Regions from separate parts of the Capsicum annuum genome. Here region 1 is linked to region 2. A link is a contact called in public Hi-C data. All regions are on one chromosome and are shown on one strand. Each heading gives the region's core, a stretch centred on a gene start, on an enhancer-like site or on the middle of the called end of the contact. The rest is flanking DNA. Distances are from core to core; before and after follow the strand shown.

Region 1 (5,576 bases), core at 245-2,744, 33 kb before region 2:
CATCACAATGTGGAACTCTTTCTTAGCAGCAAAATAGGATATAGTCTAGAGAGGGACGTCAGACTCTCTGGACGTGAGCTAAAGGATGATCACCACCACCATCCAACCACACCCCTGTTAAAAGGAATGTGCGTATTTTGGGATAATCTGGTTTCAGCTTCACCTTCGGGATATTTCTAAACTCATGTCGAGGGTAAATTTCTCTTTCTATTAAATTCGAGTGATACGACACCTAGAGTTTTAGAAATTATGTCCAGGTAAGTTCTTGACTATGGATGTGAAGGATCCCACATTCATTGTTAAGAGGTTACAAGCCTCCTTTTCATAACTCGAACAACTTGTCACTCATCCTGAATCAAAGATCGTCTAAAATAAAAGACTATCTTTTCTACCGATCGAGTCAAACTATAAGCAGTCTGATTCTCTGAGTCTCAGAGATATGTAGGTTGGGCTCTATTTTGAAAACTCGACTACATTCCAACATCCCCCAAATCCCTTTATTCTCCAGCTTTTTAGTTCTATCAAAAACTCCAAAACTCCAAAACTGAAGTAGCTTGTGAACTTTTGAAAAATCGTGCTTTAAATCAAGCTTTACGAACTGCAAGTGGCCTAAATTACCATGCAACCTGAGATATGTAGGAAACCAGATACTGAGGTCCGACCATAACTCTATGAAACTCGTATGAAAGCCAACCTATTTCAAATTCGAATTTGTGGTCGGACAAAAAATTAAGAACATCAACCTCCCTTTGCCCAGGGTTACTTGCATCCACCCTACCCAAAGTGAAGGGCAGTTGTTGACACCTTATTTTTTCCCTCCATAACTAAGTTTATGCTTGATTTTCTTCAATTTTTGATCAAAATCATAACATCTATTTTATCTGAATAAAAGCTTTTAAAAGTATTTATTTGGGTAAATTTATCATTTTAAGTAGAGATTATATATTATCGTATTCAATTATACGAGATTATATAATTTGGTTACTTAAATATTTAGTTTACAAAATATCGGATTTCAATCAAGGCCTATCTTGAAAATTAATTTGAATGGATAAAGTCTTGATATAAACATAATTGATTCTCAAAAATAATTTATTTGAATAAATATATGTTTGATTTTATTAATGTCAAGAAGCTCAGGATTAAACAAAGTATTAATCTGTATCGGGTTTCGATTCGATTTAGTCAATTTATTAAATTTGACCATAATTGAAATTAAATTGGCCACATTAGCTATTTAATGGGCCAATTTAATTTTTAATTTGACCAAAATATTAATCAAATTTAGCTAAATCCCTAATTTTAGTTGGGGGTTATGTTTTAAATAACCCCCAAATTTTTAACAACCTTATGACCCATCTGGTTTAAACCAAACAACCCACCAGCGATCTGGGCCCATTTTACACCCTTTAATTCAGCAGTCTAATACTATTAAGCTGCCACAACCCAATTGCACAACAACTTAACCGAATGGCCCAACAAACAAGCACAACCCGGCCCATATTCTTTTCTTCTTTACCCATCAACAGTTCAGATTCAGCGTAAAACATTAATAGCAACAGCAGTATACAACTTTAACTACAGCCAACAATATTCAACAAACAATCAAACTGACACCATAAATAACCTATAAAATCTGATGAAACCCGACCCAACATCGCATACAACTTCAGCAACCATCGTGACCCAAACCTGACCTAACAAAAACCTGATTCTACCAGCCAATCCAACCTGGCGAAGCCCTGACCCGACCTTTCCCCAAATGCATCTATGTGGGGTTCATACAAAAAGCCAAGAACCTTCTAGAATATACCGAGGTGGCTCCCCCCCTCACCCCCCACGTTCAAATTTTGGATTTTTGGATGAGTTAGTATGAACTTGTATAAAAATCCAACTCATAATCCTATCTTCTTTTCAAAATTTATATTGATCTTATTTAAATTCCCAAATTACCCCCGATCTAATTTTCCCACATTGATTGAGACTCAAAAAGGGGATTCTGTGGTACTATTTTAAAAAGCTCTAGGTTGAGCTAAAAGGGGGGCTCGAAAGTCTTGAAAAGGGAAAAACCCCTTGGAGCAAATAAGATAGTCTATTTTCTTGAGTAAAAAATGTTGTTTCGTGAAATTCATCATCTAATCGAAGATTCCGAGTTGATAATGACGTTTCTCGGTGGGGGTCGCATTCTAACTAAGCTCGAGGTTCCATTTTGCTGCCCTAAAAGAGGTGAACCTATCTTCCCATTTTAATCTTGTGACTGTTTTCTTCTTCATCTCTTCCGTTACAATTTCATAGTCATAAATATTATTTTGCTGGGAATTCACTGTGGAAGGTTGCAATGGTCGTAGAATATGATTTTATTTATAATTTTATAGTTATAAATGTTGTTTGCTGGGAAGTTCATTGTAGAAGGCCTCAATGGCCGTAGGATGTGATTACGATGATCGTAGTTGTGTTGTTTAGTCTATTTTCATCCCATATTTTGTTTCATTATTAGCCATATATATGTCGTGCTAGTTTTGCTACTATTGAATTTAGGATTTCCTTTTCCTCTTTGTTACTTAGATAATATGAATCCCAATCTATACGAAAATGGATATGGTATGTTGATCCTAAAGTTCATATTTTGAATCTGCATTCTTATTGAATTGTCTGCGAAAACTGCTTATTAGTTAAGCCCATCATGTTAAGTAAGTATCTTATTCCATTCCTTGATGTGTTCACTTAGGCTAGCTTAGAATCTTACTTGAACTATTCTTTGCTAAGTGATGGATTATGGGTCCTAGTTTTTTCTCTTTTTCTCCATGTACCTATTATTCACTTAGGCTCCCATGTTCCTTTTCAGCATTTAAGAAGTCATCTTGGTTTCCTTGTCTCTTTTTTTTTTGCACAACGGAACAATCCTTATCTCTAAATATCAAAAGGAAACAAAGGGGTTAGCTCATAAGCAGAGAAATTCTCATCTCAAAAATCCTCTATGACCCTCTTGAAGAAAATCCTCGTAGATTTGTCAAGAAGAGGATAAGAATTATGTTTCTTTATGGATGTTGTCTTTTTTTTAGTTGCAAGTTCCCTTAAAGATGGATATGTTATTTGTCTCCTTTGTGTGTTGAATTAGAAGGGTAAGACAAAAAAATGAGTCAAAGCAGTGTGCTTTTTGTTTTTATTATATGTTTTTCCTTTGATATGTTGGTCATGTTGATGATTGGGATTATTTCTCTACGTGCGTAAACTCTTTTATATGTGTATGTTCATGAATACATCATTAGGAAATCAAATGGATCACGTCTCATGTCTGAATTGTTGTCTTGCTTCGATTAAGATGGTTTGAGTTGTTGGAATGTGTCTATTTCTATCTTAAACTTAACTTATTTGTGGTAAAAGATCATGACAAGTTTGCTCCTAAGTTCATCTTTATGTGAAGTTGAGGATCCCTCTAAAGAACTTCCGGGCTTTAATTTGTCAAAGAGGGTGAAACAATGCACAAACTTTATTTTCTTGTATTTTCCTTAAGATGTCTTGTTTTGTGAAGCACCTTAGATAATTTTGTATTTTTTGTTCAACACAAGTAGCATAAGTTTCTCTTTTATCAGGTTCTAATTTTTACCCTTTTTCTTTACATGTACCATTTACCTTGAGTCCATGGACTCAACTTCTCCTCGCATTTCTTCATGGGCCATTGGGGCTCACCATCTCTATCGAGTTAACTCAGAAAGTCGATCATATGGCATATGGATATAAAGAGACGAAAGGAGAAGAATGAGCTAAAATCCCATCTTTGAAGCGGCTAAGAGACTTGGAAGTCTCGTTTGTTATTTTATTTATTTATTTGTTATTGTCTTTATTTATTTCTTTATTTTATTATTCACTGATTCGGGCCTCGAAGTCAAAGTTGTAAATTTAATACAGGTGACGTGGATTTGGGGCCAAAAAGGCTTGAAAACATAAAATAAGGACAGGTGAAAATGGGTTGAAAACCCAATTAGATTAGGACAGGTTTCGTTAATTTGGGTCCAAGGGCCTAAATCTTTTACTTTCTTCTCCCTTTCCCCTTTATGTGTTTATTTGCTTGTTAGTTTTATTTAGACTTAGTTAAAATCTTTGCTACGTTGCCTAAATCTATTTTACACAAGTCTTTTTTAAAAAATCGATCACTTTTCAACAAATAAATCTTTTTAGTTAGTCAAAAGATATTTTCAAACAGTTCGGATAACCGCAAGTTAATGGACGTTTTAAGTGCCTTAAAAACCTTCCTAAAACATTAATAGGAACCGCTATCCTAGAATCTCTAAAACTTGAACGATTTTTTTTATTTTGAATCGTTTAAAGTATCATTTAAAGGTTTTCCTAGTTTCCTAAAATAACTAAGTGGCAACTTTGAGAGTCAAATTTCCACAAAACAAAGATCATACAAGCAGACTTAATCAAGTTAGATATGGTCAATTTTGACGTTATTCTGGGCATGGATTGGCTCTATTCCTGTTATACATTTATAGATTATCGCACTCGAGTGGTAAAGTTTCAGTTCCCTGATGAGCCAGTCTTTGAGTGGGAAGGTAATTCAATGTCTCCCAAGAGTCATTTCATAGCCTATCTTAAGGCCGGAAAGTTAATATCAAAAGGATGCATTTATCATTTAGTTCAATTCAAGGACACTAAGTCTGAGACTCCAACAGTTCAATCAGTCAGTGTAGTCATTGAGTTTCCTGAAGTTTTTCTTGAAAATTTTCCATGGGTACCTCCCGATAGAGAAATAGAATTTAGTATTAATCTTCTTCCTGATACCCAGCCCATCTTCATTCCTCCATATCATATGGCTCTAACCGAGCTTAAAAGAGTTAAAAGAGCAGCTTAAAGACCTCTTAGATAAAGGTTTCATAAGGCCCGGTGTCTCTCCATAGGGCACTCCCATCCTATCGTGCGAAAGAAAAATGACTCTCTCTGAATATGCATTGACTACCGTCAGTTGAATAAAGTCACAATCAAAAACAAATATCCTCTTCCTAGGATTGATGAGTTATTCGACCAACTCCAAGGTGCAAGTTACTTCTCTAAGATAGATCTTAGATCCGGCTATTTTTGTCCCTCCAAAAATTATATTTACCATTTACACCGTCTTACCACACACTCCAATCCCATTCCATATTTTTTTCACAAAATGACAAAATAATAACCAACTCTAAATAAATTTTATCCCTAAATTCCCACATAATCCCAATTTGAACAAACTAATAACCCCTCCCTATCTAATTTTGACACATCACCACCCCACACCCTACCACCACATACCCTCCTACCACTCACTACCCCAGACCCCCTCCCCTATCTCACTAATGAAATATACACACACAGCTGTACATATAATATGCACATACCTCAATTATACACAGAGGCCATACACGCACAGATACCCATATCATTCTCCTCCATTTTTGTTTATAGGCAATCCACTTACACACATTTTTCCATATAGTAGAATACAATACACAGAAAAGGGGATTGGATTTTTCCTTTGAAGAGGTAACACACTTCATCTCCATTTTTTCATATATGCATACACACTACAACACACACAA
Region 2 (6,241 bases), core at 1,751-4,250:
AGGATGGCCTATAAATCGAGCAACCATTTCGTAGCCATGACGTATCTAAAATTCAATCTAAGCCCACGTTTTAACAAAAATAATTCTATTTTTATGTATATTGGTATACATATTGCATACATAGTTCTTAAATATTTTGTTTTGTTACTAACATGTTTGTACAGGTTCTCGATAACACATTTCGAAGTACTACTTGAAAGAAAGTCTCGAGTTTTATATTTATATTATTTCTCATTTGTATAATTGTACGTAAAGATAAAAGATAGTGGAAACTTTACTTTTGGGTGTCGGGCGCGGATATTTTTTATTTACATAATTTTTATCGTTTTTAGGCAAAACTTAGGCCATTAATATTTACATAAAAGAACAAAGTAATTCACATATTATATAGTCTTTTCTTCTCAAATAAATTTTACTTTTCTCAGTAATTTTAATCAGATTAAAAATATTACTTGTAAATACTTTTTCTTTTCATGGCACATCATAATACATTTCTTTTCCTACATCATAAAATATTTTTCCTTTTCACATGTATTTATACATATTTTTTAATTGTTTTTATAACAATATTTATATATTTAATAAATTTATATCTTTACATAGTTTTAAACGTTTATATTTTTTTAAAAAGAATTATTTTATACTTAATACATACACTTTTTACATTATTTTAAATATACCTCCTCCCTCTTTGATAAATTTAGTCTAGTCGAGTGTCACATTTGTAGATCCTGAAGAGTGCCTAACCCCTCCCCTTTGGGATAATTTGAACCCTTATCTAGAATCTTAATTGGTTTTCCGCAGACTAAAACATCAATCACACGTGTTGATAAATAAATAGGTTTCCTTATTTTCCTTAAAAATTAGGTGGCGACTCTGTACAAAAATTCAATTCTTTTAGAGTCCACGAGTCATGTTTTGTTTAACCTTGACAAAAACAGGGCATGACAATTTCGAAATTATTTTGTCATTTTTGTCCCACCTTGACTGTGTGATGACTAATCTCGAAATAGCTAATTCTAAAATAATTAATCTCAAAATAACTTATTTCTCAATCAAATGACCCCGAAATTTGACTACCATGCAAACAAGGTGTTACTACTTACAAACTCCATAAGATTCTGTAGACATCAAAATTTTGTGAAACTCTTAGAGACTACATTACCGTAAACCTAACTTGGAGTCTACTCTACCCGAAACCTACGTCACACCTCTTTGAAGGCTAATATATTCCATGCATCTCAAAAATTTCATAAAGTCATGGAATATTCACAAAAGAGATCAAACCCCTCTCTTCTTGATAATCAAATACTTTAATAAGATATTCAAATCCTCATTTTATGGAGACCTTCCTAATCTGGAGAAATACGCTACTAACGGCCCTTGAATTACGGAAAATCAAGAGAGAAGAATCAAGGAAACAAACAAAATTGTACTCATAATGTTTATGAATAAATATTTTTTGTTTCTTCATTTTGTTTTGTGATTGTTTATTTTTCATAAATTAAAATTTGCTGTAAACAAATTGACATGCCCAATAGGACCAAATTGTCCTTTATCTCCTCTTACAAATTATATGTGCAAATCCGGAGCCATAAAATTATAAGGATGGAAGAATACTTCAAGACTCGTATTTGAGTTTCATCAAGTTTACACTCCGATAAACTTTTAAGTAAGGGGCATTAGACATCTAAATTTTATAAAATTCTACAAGATGAATTCAATTTCTGTTAGAATTCTTGAAGGATACTTTACCCTAAACCTAACTTGAGAGTTACTCTACCCTAAACCTAAATTAAACTTATTTAAAGGGTAATATATTTTCTTGAAAATGCATCTCAAAAATTTCATAAACTCATGAAATATTCACGAAAAGAGATCAAAATCCTCTTTTCTTTATAATGAAATACTTTAATAAGATATTCAAATGCTCTTTTCATAGAGCACTTCCTACGCTTTTGAGAAATATGTCAGTAACGATCCTCACATGACAGAGAAAAATCAAGAGAGAAGAATCAAGAAAACAAATAGAGTTGTACTCACAATGTTTATGAATAAAGTATTTTTGTTTGTTCATATTTTATTGTGATTGTAAATTACTACTAATCGCTTTAAAATTTGTTGCAAACAAATTGACACGCCTAGTGGAATCAAATTTGTTCTTCATCTCTTCTCTCATAAATTAGATTTGCAAATCGAGAGCCACAAATTTATAGAAATGGAAGAGTACTTTAAAACTTGTTTTCATTAAGTCTACACTAACAATTCTTAAAGAAGGAGGCATTTATAGCCATTGAAATTTTGTGGGACTTTACAAGACGAATTTCAATTTTGGTGTAGTTCTTGAAGGCTACATTACCCTAAAACTAACGTGGAGATTACTCGATCCTAAACTCTAAATCATGCTTATTTAAAAGGTAACATATTTCCTTGAAGAGTAATCTTCAAAATTCCATAAATTCATGGAATATTTACAAAATAAGATCAAACTCTCTCTTCTTGACAATCAAATACTTCAAGAAAATCTATAAAAATCTCCTTTCATGGAGATCAAATTTAAATATTTGTATGTCCAAGAAATACACGGCTAACGATTCTCGAATTACGGAGAAAATTTATATTCAATTCAAATCTTCAAATTACACTATTAATCATGCTCGAATTACGAAGATTATCTAGGAAGAAAATCAACAGATAAAACGAATTGTACTCATATTTTTTAGCAATAAAATTCTTATTTATTTATATTTTATTGTAATTGCAAATTATTATTAATCACTTTAAAATATGTTCCAAACAGATTCATACCTGGGTGGCAAGATCATGTCCAAATTTTCCTAAGATTCTATAATGTGGACAGATCCAAGAAGATAGTAACAAACAAAAGAAGAGTTAAAATTGGACACAAATAGCATAAACGCAAAGTCCACGCAGGATTGTCCCCGCGACTGCCATCACAATGAGTATATAATTGCACAACCTTCCCGTCCCGTTAGGCCGTTATACCAATTCTCTTCGCATGCTATTACCTTGTAGCGCCAAATAAGCGTGTTTGGCCTTGCGAAATTTTTATCATTTTTTCAAAAATTATTTTATTTTAATAAAAATTACAATATTTGATCATAAAAATTTCAAATATAATTTAAAATAACATTTGAAAATTAAAAATATTTTAAACTTAATTTTATTTTACTTCTCTCGCAAAAAGTCAAATATTAAGTTTACTTCTTTTTTTATATATATTTTAATATCAGAAATACTTTATTTCTAAAATACTATGCCCAAACACAACTTCAACCCTAATTTTAATTTAAAAAATAAAGTAAATATATTTTTTATTTTTATGGTCAAACGGTGCTTAGCTGTGATATGTTAAACTAACTAGTAGAAGAGAGGGAGTATATTATATTTGCCTTAATCAGCTCAACGGTTAACTTGTATTTTACCGTCTTTGAAAATTTGATCTGAACATCTTATTCTTCACATCCAATCTGACATAAGATGCAAAGATCTATGCTTAACAATTTTGGTCACTTGGGGATACTAAAATGAACAATAATACAGGGATCTTAAGAGGGCCCTTTTAGTTTTCTTGCAAAAAGAGGGTCCGTTTTGGAGCACAAAAAATTTTGTTGGAGGAGGATGAAAGAGGTGATGGGTAGTCCAGGAAGTGTGAGTGGATTGTTATTGAGACTTGGACAATGTTTATTTGCAGTTGGATCAATTGCTGTCATGGTTTCTGCTTCTGGCTTCTCTAATTACACTGCTTTTTGGTATGTTTTTCTTCCTTTTTTCTTTGGATGAATTAATGCTTCCAATGTTCATTTGCATGTTTTATTGCTGCATCTTTATGTAATTATTTGTTTTTTGATAACTACGGTGTCCGAGTCAATTTTTGCACACCGGACTAATTTCACCATATACCTGCCACATCCCAGTTGGAAAGAAATTACTTCGTATTGTTTTTGTCTCTATTGAAATTTGAACCTGAGAACCTCTTGGTTCTCAACCTATTAGGTCACATCCTTGGATGTATCATTTTGTAATTGTTTTCTCTGATAACCACGGAGTTCAGACCAGCTTTCGCGCAACACTAGCAGCTGGTTCCAAGTGACTCTGTCTACCAAGGGTCTACCAAGGGTAGGACTGATGGGAAGAAATCACCTATTTTTTTTTGTCAGCCGGGATTTGATATGAGACCTCTTAGTTCGCAATCCATTTCATTGATCACTAGGCCACAACCCACACCCTTGGATGCATCTTTTTGTAATTGTTTTGTTTTTTATGTTTTTCAGGTTAGTAAGTTTTTCCCCTTTTGATGACTTTATGACAATAGCATTTGGCTCTTTCCTTTGGTTCTGCTAGTTATCTTTAGGTCAATTGGGATTTTCCTATAAATGGATTTCTGTTCCATTGTATAAGTCCTTTAGGCTAAGTGATTTCATTTTTGGAAAATTTAGCTGGTGTATGCTGCATAATCAAATCAATCTACCACCTAACCAAGGGTTTCTCCAACTAATTGTGATGAACTTCAAAAACTGTCCTTGTTCCCATATTCTATCAGAAACAACCTCTCTACCTTCTCAAGGTAGGAGTAAAGGCTGCCCGCACAATATCCTCCCCAGACCCCACTTGTAGAATTACACTAGCTTTGTTGTTGTATGACACTTAAATAGGTTATGGAAGAAAGTACGAGAGGCAAATGGGGAAATGGGGCAAAACTAGTTGATTGTTCAGCAATTGGATTTCTGGCATGCATTAGTTTTTTAGGTTTCCCACCCTGTGTCTAGTGTCCATACTGGGGGTCGACTATTCGCACATCGGGTCATTTCTGAGGGTGGCGCTCCCCAACATGATATTTTACCATTCGCAGGGGCTCGAACCCGATAGCTCTGGTTAAGGGTGGAGAGATCCCAACCATCCCGCCATAACTCATGTTGGTTCTGGCATGCACTAGTCGACTATGCTAGTTAAGCATGGGAAAAAGTTATTACAATAGTAAATCTTTTATCAAGTGGTGTGGAATGTCCATTTATTCTCAAAGGGGAGAGCTGAAAACAGATTTAGAAACACAACTATTAAATCCTAAAATGTGTTCTAGCCAGTAGCCATTAACTTAAAGCTTGTTATGAATATTTTATGGCTTGCGTCTAATTTGTGATCTATCTGACAGTATTATTTAAAGGAGGATTAATTAACTTTGCTACCCTATGGCTGTTGAAGTTTACAGTTCGAAACGTGCTTCTTCATTACACAAGAAGCCGGTAAAGATGTGAATTTATCTTGCATGAACATTACTTGATTAGAGGCCTTCACGTATGGTTCCATATGAGTGGTCCGTAGTTCTTGATTTTACAATTACATGAAGCCACCATCAATATATATTAAGAAATTTTATCTACTTGAAAAGACACTTGACAAGCAGGGGCTTCCGCATCTTCATTCTGTTAATTTCAGTTATGCACATTCTCCTGGTTGATCTGAAAAGATTCACGTATTTTATGTGGGAATGCATGTCGGGTAGCATCTGGATGCCGAGTCAGTTAATGGAACTACGAGTCCAGATAAGTTTGAACTCTTGGGCCAATTTTGATGGAAGGACTTGATCCTACCTACTTTATATTCATAAGCTTAAATTCTTTGCACCTATTTTGGTATAGCTCAAAAACTTTGGATGCGGAACACCAACTCAATGAACAGTTGATTTTGGCCTTTATTTTGGATTTATATCTAATGAAGATTTAAAACACTTCATTTTCCAATCCTCAATCTTTGAACATTTTTAATTTCTCTGTCAAATCAATCTCCAAACTGACCTTTGTGTATTGATTGTTTCATACCAAGTTTTGCAACTACTCGATATCTGTTCACGGTTATTATTACCAAGTTTTTCAGTATGATGGATCCTTCTAATGGCCATGGACCTCCTATTGTAGGAGACCACTATGCCCATTTACTTGATGTAACTTGTCTTGTCCCTTATCATTGAGATCTTATTGAATATTTGATATCTTGCAGCTATTTAATTGCATCAATGGGGCTTCAAGTATTGTGGAGCTTTGGACTTGCATGTCTTGATGTGTATTCTTTGAGGATAAAACAGGATCTTCAAAATCCAGTCTTAGTTAGCCTTTTTGTTGTTGGAGACTGGGTATGTACTTATCAGTTTGCATGTCTTGATGTGTATGCTTTGGCCTTTGAGGATAAAACAGGATCTTCAAAATCCAGTCTTAGTTAGCCT

What was found. Hi-C and Micro-C count contacts between places; a contact is called where the count stands out from the background.
Region 1: a contact with region 2 is called in a Hi-C map of leaf, with 2.2 times the contacts expected there. The contact joins the enhancer-like site here to the promoter of LOC107842838 in region 2. A contact is called at or near these places in 2 of 5 Hi-C or Micro-C datasets (leaf and placenta).

Annotation. Positions count from the first base shown.
Region 1 is chr9:39,184,744-39,190,319 of UCD10Xv1.1, reverse strand. No RefSeq gene overlaps it. Among protein-coding and RNA genes, the nearest start is that of LOC107842838, 32 kb to the right of the region's middle. Within about 2 kb of position 1,494, at least 5 of the 5 cell types and tissues checked have an H3K27ac peak or open chromatin away from gene starts, as enhancers often do. A contact at or near this core is called in leaf, where this site is marked.
Region 2 is chr9:39,152,615-39,158,855 of UCD10Xv1.1, reverse strand. LOC107842838 (CASP-like protein 5B2) reads left to right here and starts at 3,000. Exons shown (of 3, transcript XM_016686868.2): 1 at 3,000-3,773; 2 at 6,019-6,151. The coding sequence starts at 3,643.